3 separate regions of the Danio rerio genome follow, and regions 1 and 3 are each linked to region 2. A link is a contact called in public HiChIP or PLAC-seq data. All regions are on one chromosome and are shown on one strand. Each heading gives the region's core, a stretch centred on a gene start, on an enhancer-like site or on the middle of the called end of the contact. The rest is flanking DNA. Distances are from core to core; before and after follow the strand shown. Region 1 holds the start of rnf11b (ring finger protein 11b). Region 2 holds the start of dmrta2 (DMRT-like family A2). Region 3 holds the start of cdkn2c (cyclin-dependent kinase inhibitor 2C (p18, inhibits CDK4)).

Region 1 (2,920 bases), core at 148-2,647, 210 kb after region 2:
TAAAACGTTCACTTACGGTGCTACACAAGTTTATCTGCTTCGACATGGTTTGTTTCATCCAACAAAAAGACCCTGGCCAACCCAGTTCTTCCATTTGAACTATGTTTTGTAAAGCATGACATCACTTTAAAATATCATGATCTCATGACTTAGACCTCAACTGATTCCACATGTCCGTAAAATGGGGAAATCCCCGAGTGCAAGGCTTCCCAACACTTCTGACTAAAGGACAATGTAGAGCAGCCCATTGTCATATTATAAGCATTTTTAAGCTCTCTTCCCGGAAGTTTGCAAAAATATATATATAGTGAGGTAGTAACATTGTGTATGTGTACAACATCAGTATTAGTAATATTTAAATTAAATACATATAGTTTGCCCTTACAGTCTGTGAAGAGAAGAAAACAGAATATTTTAAAAGGTTTGTGTAACACTCGAGCAAGGAGAATAACATCGACATGACGTCACAACTGCAAACAAGAATCGTCACAACCAGAATGGTTACCTTTATCGCAATAAAGCTGCTGCTGGTGAATCAACACGCCACGGAGGCGGCAGTAAAGATGAAATAACAGACTGTCCATCTGTCTGGATGGTCTGACGTGAACTGCAGGCCAAGTTTACGTCGAACAAAGAGGATTTAGTATGGCACACACTCTAGGGCGAAATTAAACAGATGGAGCTCCTGCGGGAGCTTGCTGTTGGTGATATATTTACGTCTATTTGCTTGATATTATGAATTGCGAGTGTTCATGTTATGATTGAAGCAGGAGGGTGGACACAAGGCACGTTATATTAGTCAAAAGCAAAGTTTCTTTGTGTATTCTAATGGTTTTTATAAGCTTACCTGATACGGAGGTGGCGGTTCCTGATCTGGATCGTTGGCGTCACCGAAACTGGCCCTGTCTGACTGGGATTCGTGGAGCAAGGAGATATCATCCGAAGTGGGAGATTTCAGACAATTCCCCATCTCCTTTCCAAACTCCTTGTTGTCTAAATGTTGAAATCCTTCCTATCCCTTCCGCCCTTAATCACTCCAACCAGACTTCTGTCCCTTTAAACAGGACGACAAAACCCTCTATCATTCATTTACAACGATCCGATCACCATGAGAGATCCTGACGGAGAAAAACAAACCATTGTCGACACAAAGAAGCCTGGAAAAAGTGTCATACGCGGATATGAAACGATGTTTGTATAAATTCACACAGTCTAAACCTGTGAAACACGTCTTTTTGATTTAAAGCCTCTTTATGTAATGCTGTCCCTTTCTCTTCGTCTTAATAGTAAACACACTGGTTAGCCTTCCAGGAGATAATTTCCACAATATCAAATATGCGCTCGCTCTCAATGGCGACTCAGGCAATGTTGCCTTTCAGGCAGTCATTCTAAGTCCCGCCTCCGCACAGAATCCACCAATCAGTAGGCGTCTTCAGTAGTAAGGGCGCTATTAGTGGATACTCGTCACCCAATTAGATTGCAGACTTACAACACCAACAACAGGGGTTTAAAGCCTTTAAACTTGACCGCATTAGGCCGATTTAAAGGCATAGTTCACTTCAATTGTAAAATTGTCAGTTTGAAAAATAAAACGCACGACTTTCCCCTTTCCCCTGAAGAACAGATTGGAGGAATAACTAAACTGAGTGACTACTACATTATAACCAAATCGATGTCATGATGATTAAAGTGCAATTCGGAGGTAAAAATCCATCCAAGTTAATCCGGAGAAAAAGGGGTCGTCTTTCATATCTTCATTGCTTTTCTTGTTTAAATACCATATGGGAATTCGTATTTCTCAGTTTCCGTTTTTTTTTCCTGCTAGCTACTGATTGTTTCAGTGATTTTTACTGAAATTTCTTAAATGTAAAATAAACATGTTGTCATTCAGAGCATACAATGACAATCGTTCAAAATTACAGATATGCCATGTCAGAATTACTAGCCCCCTTATGTATATTTTCCCCCAATTTCTGTTTATCAGAGTTTTTTTCAACATTTCTAAACACGATAGTTTTAATAACTTATCTTTAATAACATGACAGTATAATGATGACCGTAAATAATGTTTTACTAGATATTTTTCAAGAAACTAGTATTCAGATTAAAGTGACATTTAAAGGCTTAACTAGGTTAATTAGGTTAACTAGGCAGGATAGGTTAATTAGGCAAGTTATTGTATAACGATGGTTTGTTCTGTAGACTATCAAAAAAAAAAAATAGCTTAAAAGGGCCAGTAATTATGACCTTAAAATGGTTTTTAAAAAACTAAAAACTGCTTTTATTCTAGTCTAAATAAAACAAATAAGATTTTTACCAGAAGAAAAAATATTATCAGACATACTGTTAAAATCTACTTGCTCTGTTAAACATAATTTCAGAAAAATTTAAAAAAAGAAAAAAAAATCTAAATTCTGACTTTAACTGTATGTGTTTATATATTTTATTTAGACAATACCATTCCAATGTTTTAACTTCAGAGGAATAAGAATAATTGGTGGATATAGATGTTTTATAACATTTTATTTCACTCTGAATGGTACTATTTTTAGTTGACACTTTATCAAATTGAAAGCGACTAATTACTGTCAAGACTATAACTCTTTAACTAATTTCTGGGTAAACTCTTTAAAAAAGCCCCCTTAAAGCTCAAAAAAGAAAGTCAGTTGGCATTTCTGTGTTGAGTTTGCATGTTCTCACATATTTGGCAAAAAAAAAAAAAGACAAAAATAGTAAAATCATTTGAAAGATGAGACTTTGTTTTTACTCTAATTAAAACTACAACAAAAATGTTATTTTATTACTGGATTTAAGGTTTGTGGAAACATGTATAATTAATTTTTATTCATCATCAACAAAGTACTAAAAATCAATAGTATTTAAAGATCATTCATTTGTTAATTTTACTTTGGCTTTGTCA
Region 2 (2,911 bases), core at 37-2,536:
GGACGCTACGCTTGTGGTTAGGGAAAACCCTCGTTAGGATGTCGATGGCGTTCATCTGTCGTGATGCCGCGGAAGAGGGCGAGGGCTCCTGCTCATCTTTATCCGTGTCGGAGCCGGAGTCTGAGCCGATGGGACTGATTGAGCCTGGCGTCTCCTCGCCATCTTTTAGTGGTTTGGCTATCGGGGAACTCACGATAGACTCTCGGTCGCCGTTTTCCGAACCCGAGCCGTGGCGCATATCTGGAGACGACATGCCAGGAACGGATTCGGTGTCGGTGGATACAGACTTTCCAGCCGCCTGATGTGGTGTCACCGTTCCTGGTAAAGGTGTCTTGGGGAACAGCTCGAACTTTTGGATATTTGATTCTCCTGGAATAGATTTGTGCACGTCAGTAACTTCCATAACTATTTTCTGGGTTTGTAAACTAGTGAAACTAGAAATTCAACTTCCATAGACTAGTTCAAATTACATAGAATACAACACATCATGCTAAATATGCAATTATATAAAACATATATTCAATGGTACTTTAAAGGGAATTATGTTCTTAAACTGGCTATAACATGATACTTTAGCTCTCTAAAAAGCTGGAATATTGTGTGCTCTTTTTTTCAACATATACTGGATTCTGTAACAAGTTGCATTAAATAATGCCAGTACAAATATATTTTTTATTACAATACTATCTTCGTTATAATATGGAAAACTTAAAGGTGGATCACAATTATTGCTTCCAACTAAAATCTTTATTTTTAAGTATTTCCATATAGGCTATATGATCATAACGTTTCTACTTACCAGAGTTTGATTCGTTGCTAACTGGGCCGAAGACCTCATAGTTTTGCCGGGGAGGTATGATGCCGTTGGCAGCGGCAAGGGCCAGACCCTCTGCTGTGCCGTAGAGCAGCTGGAGCTCTCTCGCCTCGTTCTCCTCCTGCGCCTGCTGTCTGCGGAGCGCGACCTGAGCGGCCATCACGCGCTGTCTCTCCGCGATCAGGGTGCATTTGGCACACATACAGTCTTTCCATCTGCAGTAGCGCTTATGCCCCTTGAGCGCGGATACCACGCCGTGATTCCTGCACCGGGCGCACTTGGGCGTCCTTGGATACTTCTCCGTAGCGCGAAGCAACAGCGGTGGGGCCCTTAACAGGCTACCTGCCATTGAAACTGGTATGGAGGCGGCAGCGGCCGCCGCAGCAGCAGCGCCTGGATGAACCTGCGACCCTGCCTGAGAGGCGGGTGGGATCTCTGGACGAAGATCCATATTCTCCGAATTAACAAACAGCGGATCGATAGGTTAAAATACGTGCGCAACCGAAGTCTTCGATCGGAGACGTTTCATAAGCATTGACCAGAATCGATACAAGGTGAATATCTTCAGTACAGCATTTAAAGAACACAGCCCGACTGCCAGTGTCCAAGAAGAAAGCAGAAACCAATTTATTATGAAAGTCCTCTTTCCAGCGAGATCTTCAACTTGTTGCGCACAGTCCACAAGCAGCCCGAACGAAGTGCTGATTTTAGAAATTAAACTTACGCGTAACACAAATAAAAGTTAATCTTAAAACACAAAAATCCATGGAAAGCGATGCGAAACTAACTTTAAACTCAACGATCGGCCAGCAGTGTGAGAGAGCAGAGTTTGCTGCTGCAGCCAGTGTGAGACACTAACTTCCTCGAGAGATCTTCAGTGGATACAGATCCCTCTCGATCTATTGTTGCGCCCACGTTTTCATTAGACAAATTTGACAACAATGTGGCGCCTGTCATTGGCCAAAGGGGGAAGGCGCGATCTGATTGGCTTGTCTCTTTTTCAACTGTGTCCACCTGCGTTCTTTTCTCAAATAACAAGCATCACGCAGAGCTAAAACATAAAACTTTTATCATAAGAAATTATTTACAAAAATACAGGCTATAGATCCTAAAGACGACTAGCTGATTCTTTAAACGCGTTGTTGGACAATTTGGCTTTATAAAAAGCCGTTTAGTCAAAGGAGCTGCTAAAAGGTGATTTACGTGGGTTTTCAGAATTTGAATAGCAAACGCATTTATTTTCTCTTTAAAAGTAGTCCAAGTTATTTTTTAAACACTGGAAGACGAGACTTTTTTGTAGTGAAGAGCCAGTCCCTTGTAGAATGACGTCAATGTCGATAAACGGTAAGTTTTAAGCAAGACTTTAAGGGATATTCGTTTTGTTTCGTAATTGTTTACTGCGTATTTGTAATTGTTTTTTGTCAGCATTGTTTCGTAGTCTAAAACGGCATGCTTGTATTTATTCAGAACTTAGCTAAACTACTTTAGTTACTTGTGTGTAATTTCTCATTTATTAGAAACAGGACTTTAAATTATTTAGTTGCCTAATTTATAAAATAAATCAAAATAACGTTATTTATATAGGCTATGTAGCTACTGCCCGATATGATATTAAGAAGTTGCACGTGGTTTAACGCGTTAGCCAGGCTTGACTTTTACTTCTGTTCCTCTTTATTATTCGTCGCACATTTATGTAATTAAAACACTACTTTTCTACTTGGCATTGTAGGCTATTTATTTTAAGCGTTGTTCTTGCTGGCTTGATTTAAAGTCTAGTCGTATTCATTAGTTTCGAACAAATTTAAGATGATATTTGATTTTTTTTCTCCCTCTGTTTTGTTTCCTGATAACTCTGGCTTGTGCAAAATACGAAAATATATTTAAATTTATTCATATAATAGGCTACTGGTCAATTATTTTACAATCGCATGTAATATTGTTTACCTCATAAAAGAATATAAAGCGAGGATTTTTTTATTTTTAGCCCATTTTAAAAGCTTCAAATAATTATTGCAAAGCTTTGATATGTCTGTTTGTACTAAAATGCAAATAAATATGTCATAATTCAAAATGTAGTGATTCATAAATACTTCAGGT
Region 3 (2,892 bases), core at 262-2,761, 150 kb after region 2:
CAGTGTTTGTCGGCTTTCAGGTTTTCTGTTATCGTCACTTTGCTGTTCTAGATCGCGTTCAAATTCATCTTACGGCTGCCGTAAAGAAGTGCTGCAAACTGTCGCGGAGGTGGCGCCACACAAACATCGTTGGAAAAGGACTGCGTAGGGCCGCCGTTGAGTTTGAATGGGCTGATATTTGCAAGTGATTGGTTTGGCTAGCATAAGCCATTTTAAAATAGAAAGCTTTTAAGATATATGTTTTTCCGTGTTACATAGTCATCCGAATTGTTGTTTTAGCTGTAACAAGTTCTGTTTACACTGTGCAACCACCTAAAATAACTTTTTTTATTTTGTAAACAAGAAGATAGGCAAGACCAAACTCTTAATAAATCACTTGTTTAGACTAAATTTGTATGTACATTCTGATGAACGAACAGTTTTCATTGGTGTAATCTATGCCAGGGATATAAATGTGTGCTTGCTGGTGTTCTCAATCACACCATTGCTGGTTTAGATTGGTTTGGGGCCGTTTTAAATGTGTCAGAGCATCTTAAGCAAAGGCATCCTAAAGTTCAATGCAATTAAATTACCTAAACGTTATTTTATTGTAAACATACAAAAGAAAAACAACAAGATATCAACAACCTTGTCTACAAATAATACAACAAAAATAAATGCATAATAACCATTTCAGTGTGACCCATGAACATTTCCTGCTTGTTATCAAACTATTTCATAACTGTAACAAGAGGCAATTCAATCATGACTACATGTTAAAACATCTATCACAAAATTATCTATCAATATGTGGCTATAGAAATTAAAATATATTGGGACCATTGTTTCGTTTACATCTCTCAAAATGGTCCATACACCAGCTTAGTTATAAGCAGTCCTGCCTGGTTTTTAGAGGGGCTTGAAGGGATTTAGTACATCAGGCCATCGTTTCCAGCCAAACTGCTTTCAGGAGGTCAGCTAGACAATCCTATGCCAGAAACATCGACTACAATTTAAATTACTAAAGCTTTTGGGGTAATTGAACATAAATAAACTGTGAATTTAACAGCCTTGCATTAAAAATAGCAACAGATAAATCATAATCTGCTGTGGTTGTTTCAAAAATGAGAGAGAAAACTAAAACACCAGAAAAACTCTATAGCTTCAGCTGATTTTAAAATCATGTATTTAATAATAAGTTTAATAGTGTGTGGTGAATGGATAAACACGCCATAATGTAAATATAGGCAAACTACGCGGAGGACTATATAACCCATTGTGCTGTTACAGTGTTTTCTTCACATGAGGAGCTTGAATTAATTCAACTTCAAAAGAAGAAACTTATATTGGTAACACCAACGTCGTAAAGGCTTTATTACACGGGAAAGGCGAATGCGTATTCAAAACTGAAAGCAGAAAGTGCATCTCTCTTTCGGTCAGGAGGATCAGCCTCTCCCTGAGTCCCAGCAGCATTACCGTTGAGTCCCAGCGGCTCCGCCTCTATATGGGCGGAAGTGTCGGTCCTTTATTTCAAAAAGGAGTGATGTCAAACAGCAGCAGACTCTCTGACAAACTCAGCTGTCTTATAAACAGCGTATTGAACTCCCGAGAGCCATCAGAAGAGGATAAACCGAAGCCAGCGATGTAACCATTCTGCAGGTACTGGATACAATGTTTCATTTCAAATGATTCGACCAGCGGCTGAACCTCCACAGAAGTGTAAAGCACCTCTAATGAATCACTACGGCGGAACATTTGTAGATATTCAAGCCTAGAGTTTTGAAATGCGAATACCGAAACACTGTTAGTAATGTTTTGCACGCGTGCCAGTTCGCTACACCGGACTAGTATCAGTACGAAGCCTTTCGTGGTGCCAGCGGTCTTTGATGTGCACATCAATGAAGACTCTTGACGTTTCATGTTCAAAATTGGCGGGAAGCTCTCAAAAAAACTCACAACACGTCGTTGCAAATTGATTGGATGCTTAATATATTTTTTCTCAGCGAAGTAACAGGCTCCTTTCTCTGTTTCAGAGGTCGTGGAAGAAGCTCGGAATGACTACATCTGCGAATACCACGAACGCATCGCAGCTCTTCAGCCCATTGCACCTGCATATTATCAGAGGACATATGAAAGGGAAGTTTGCCTCTCGGATCCGATCATTTTCATGTGACTACTGCAAATCTGTTTGAATGCGAGAGATCGAGTATCTGGACTAAGACCACAGTACATTCATGCCATTTTTGGGCACGGGCGTCGATCGCAGAAAAGAGGATGTTTCTTTTGTTTAATTGTTCTTGATCGTTCTTATTTTGATTAGAGATGGCTCCGCATCTCTGTTTTCTCCACTGGTTCCGATGGCTTCAGTAGGACGATGTTAGCCTAATGTGGGTGGACCTTGGCGCATCTCCAACGGATATTTTTTAGGGGGGCTGGAGGATCGGACTATTTACTACTGCTTTGTAGTGCTTTTTCCATATCTCCACCAGCGGACATTTTTATTAACAAAATCAGAGATATTCTACTTTCCTTTGTCAGGATATAATGGCCGAGGACACTGCTTTAGACAGGCTGAGCACTGCAGCTGCGATTGGGGATCTGATGGAAGTTGAGCAGACACTTCAAAGCAACGTGAACGTTAACGAGAAGAATAAATATGGCAGGACAGCACTGCAGGTTAGACGCACATCTCCACCTACAACCTTCATATAAAAAAACACGATGTTTATAATTCATAGTGCATCAGCTTCAGGAAAACAGCTTGTTCTTTTCCTTCTTCCAGTCACTATAGCAGTGGCCTGGTTGATTTACTTCTGACCAAACCGGTGGCTTTTTGAAAAAATCAAAAGGTTTACCTGAGAACCAACTACGCACCTGTTACAAATTATTTCTATTTTTATATGCCAACAAATG

What was found. HiChIP or PLAC-seq counts read pairs in DNA pulled down with a chosen protein or histone mark.
Region 1: a contact with region 2 is called in an H3K4me3 HiChIP or PLAC-seq map of gastrula embryo, with 5 times the contacts expected there. The contact joins the promoter of rnf11b here to the promoter of dmrta2 in region 2. A contact is called at or near these places in 2 of 4 datasets of contacts at active chromatin or transcription factors (embryo and gastrula embryo).
Region 3: an H3K4me3 HiChIP or PLAC-seq map of gastrula embryo shows a contact between it and region 2, with 4 times the contacts expected there. The contact joins the promoter of cdkn2c here to the promoter of dmrta2 in region 2. A contact is called at or near these places in 2 of 4 datasets of contacts at active chromatin or transcription factors (embryo and gastrula embryo).

Annotation. Positions count from the first base shown.
Region 1 is chr8:18,243,011-18,245,930 of GRCz12tu, forward strand. rnf11b (ring finger protein 11b) reads right to left here and starts at 1,398. Exons shown (of 3, transcript NM_001128408.1): 1 at 848-1,398. The coding sequence starts at 970.
Region 2 is chr8:18,032,259-18,035,169 of GRCz12tu, forward strand. dmrta2 (DMRT-like family A2) reads right to left here and starts at 1,287. Exons shown (of 2, transcript NM_001007064.2): 1 at 800-1,287; 2 at 1-369. The coding sequence starts at 1,265.
Region 3 is chr8:18,186,162-18,189,053 of GRCz12tu, forward strand. cdkn2c (cyclin-dependent kinase inhibitor 2C (p18, inhibits CDK4)) reads left to right here and starts at 1,512. Exons shown (of 3, transcript NM_001199994.1): 1 at 1,512-1,638; 2 at 2,013-2,655. The coding sequence starts at 2,524. It overlaps faf1 (Fas (TNFRSF6) associated factor 1), which reads right to left and starts at 129. Exons shown (of 19, transcript NM_212973.2): 1 at 1-129.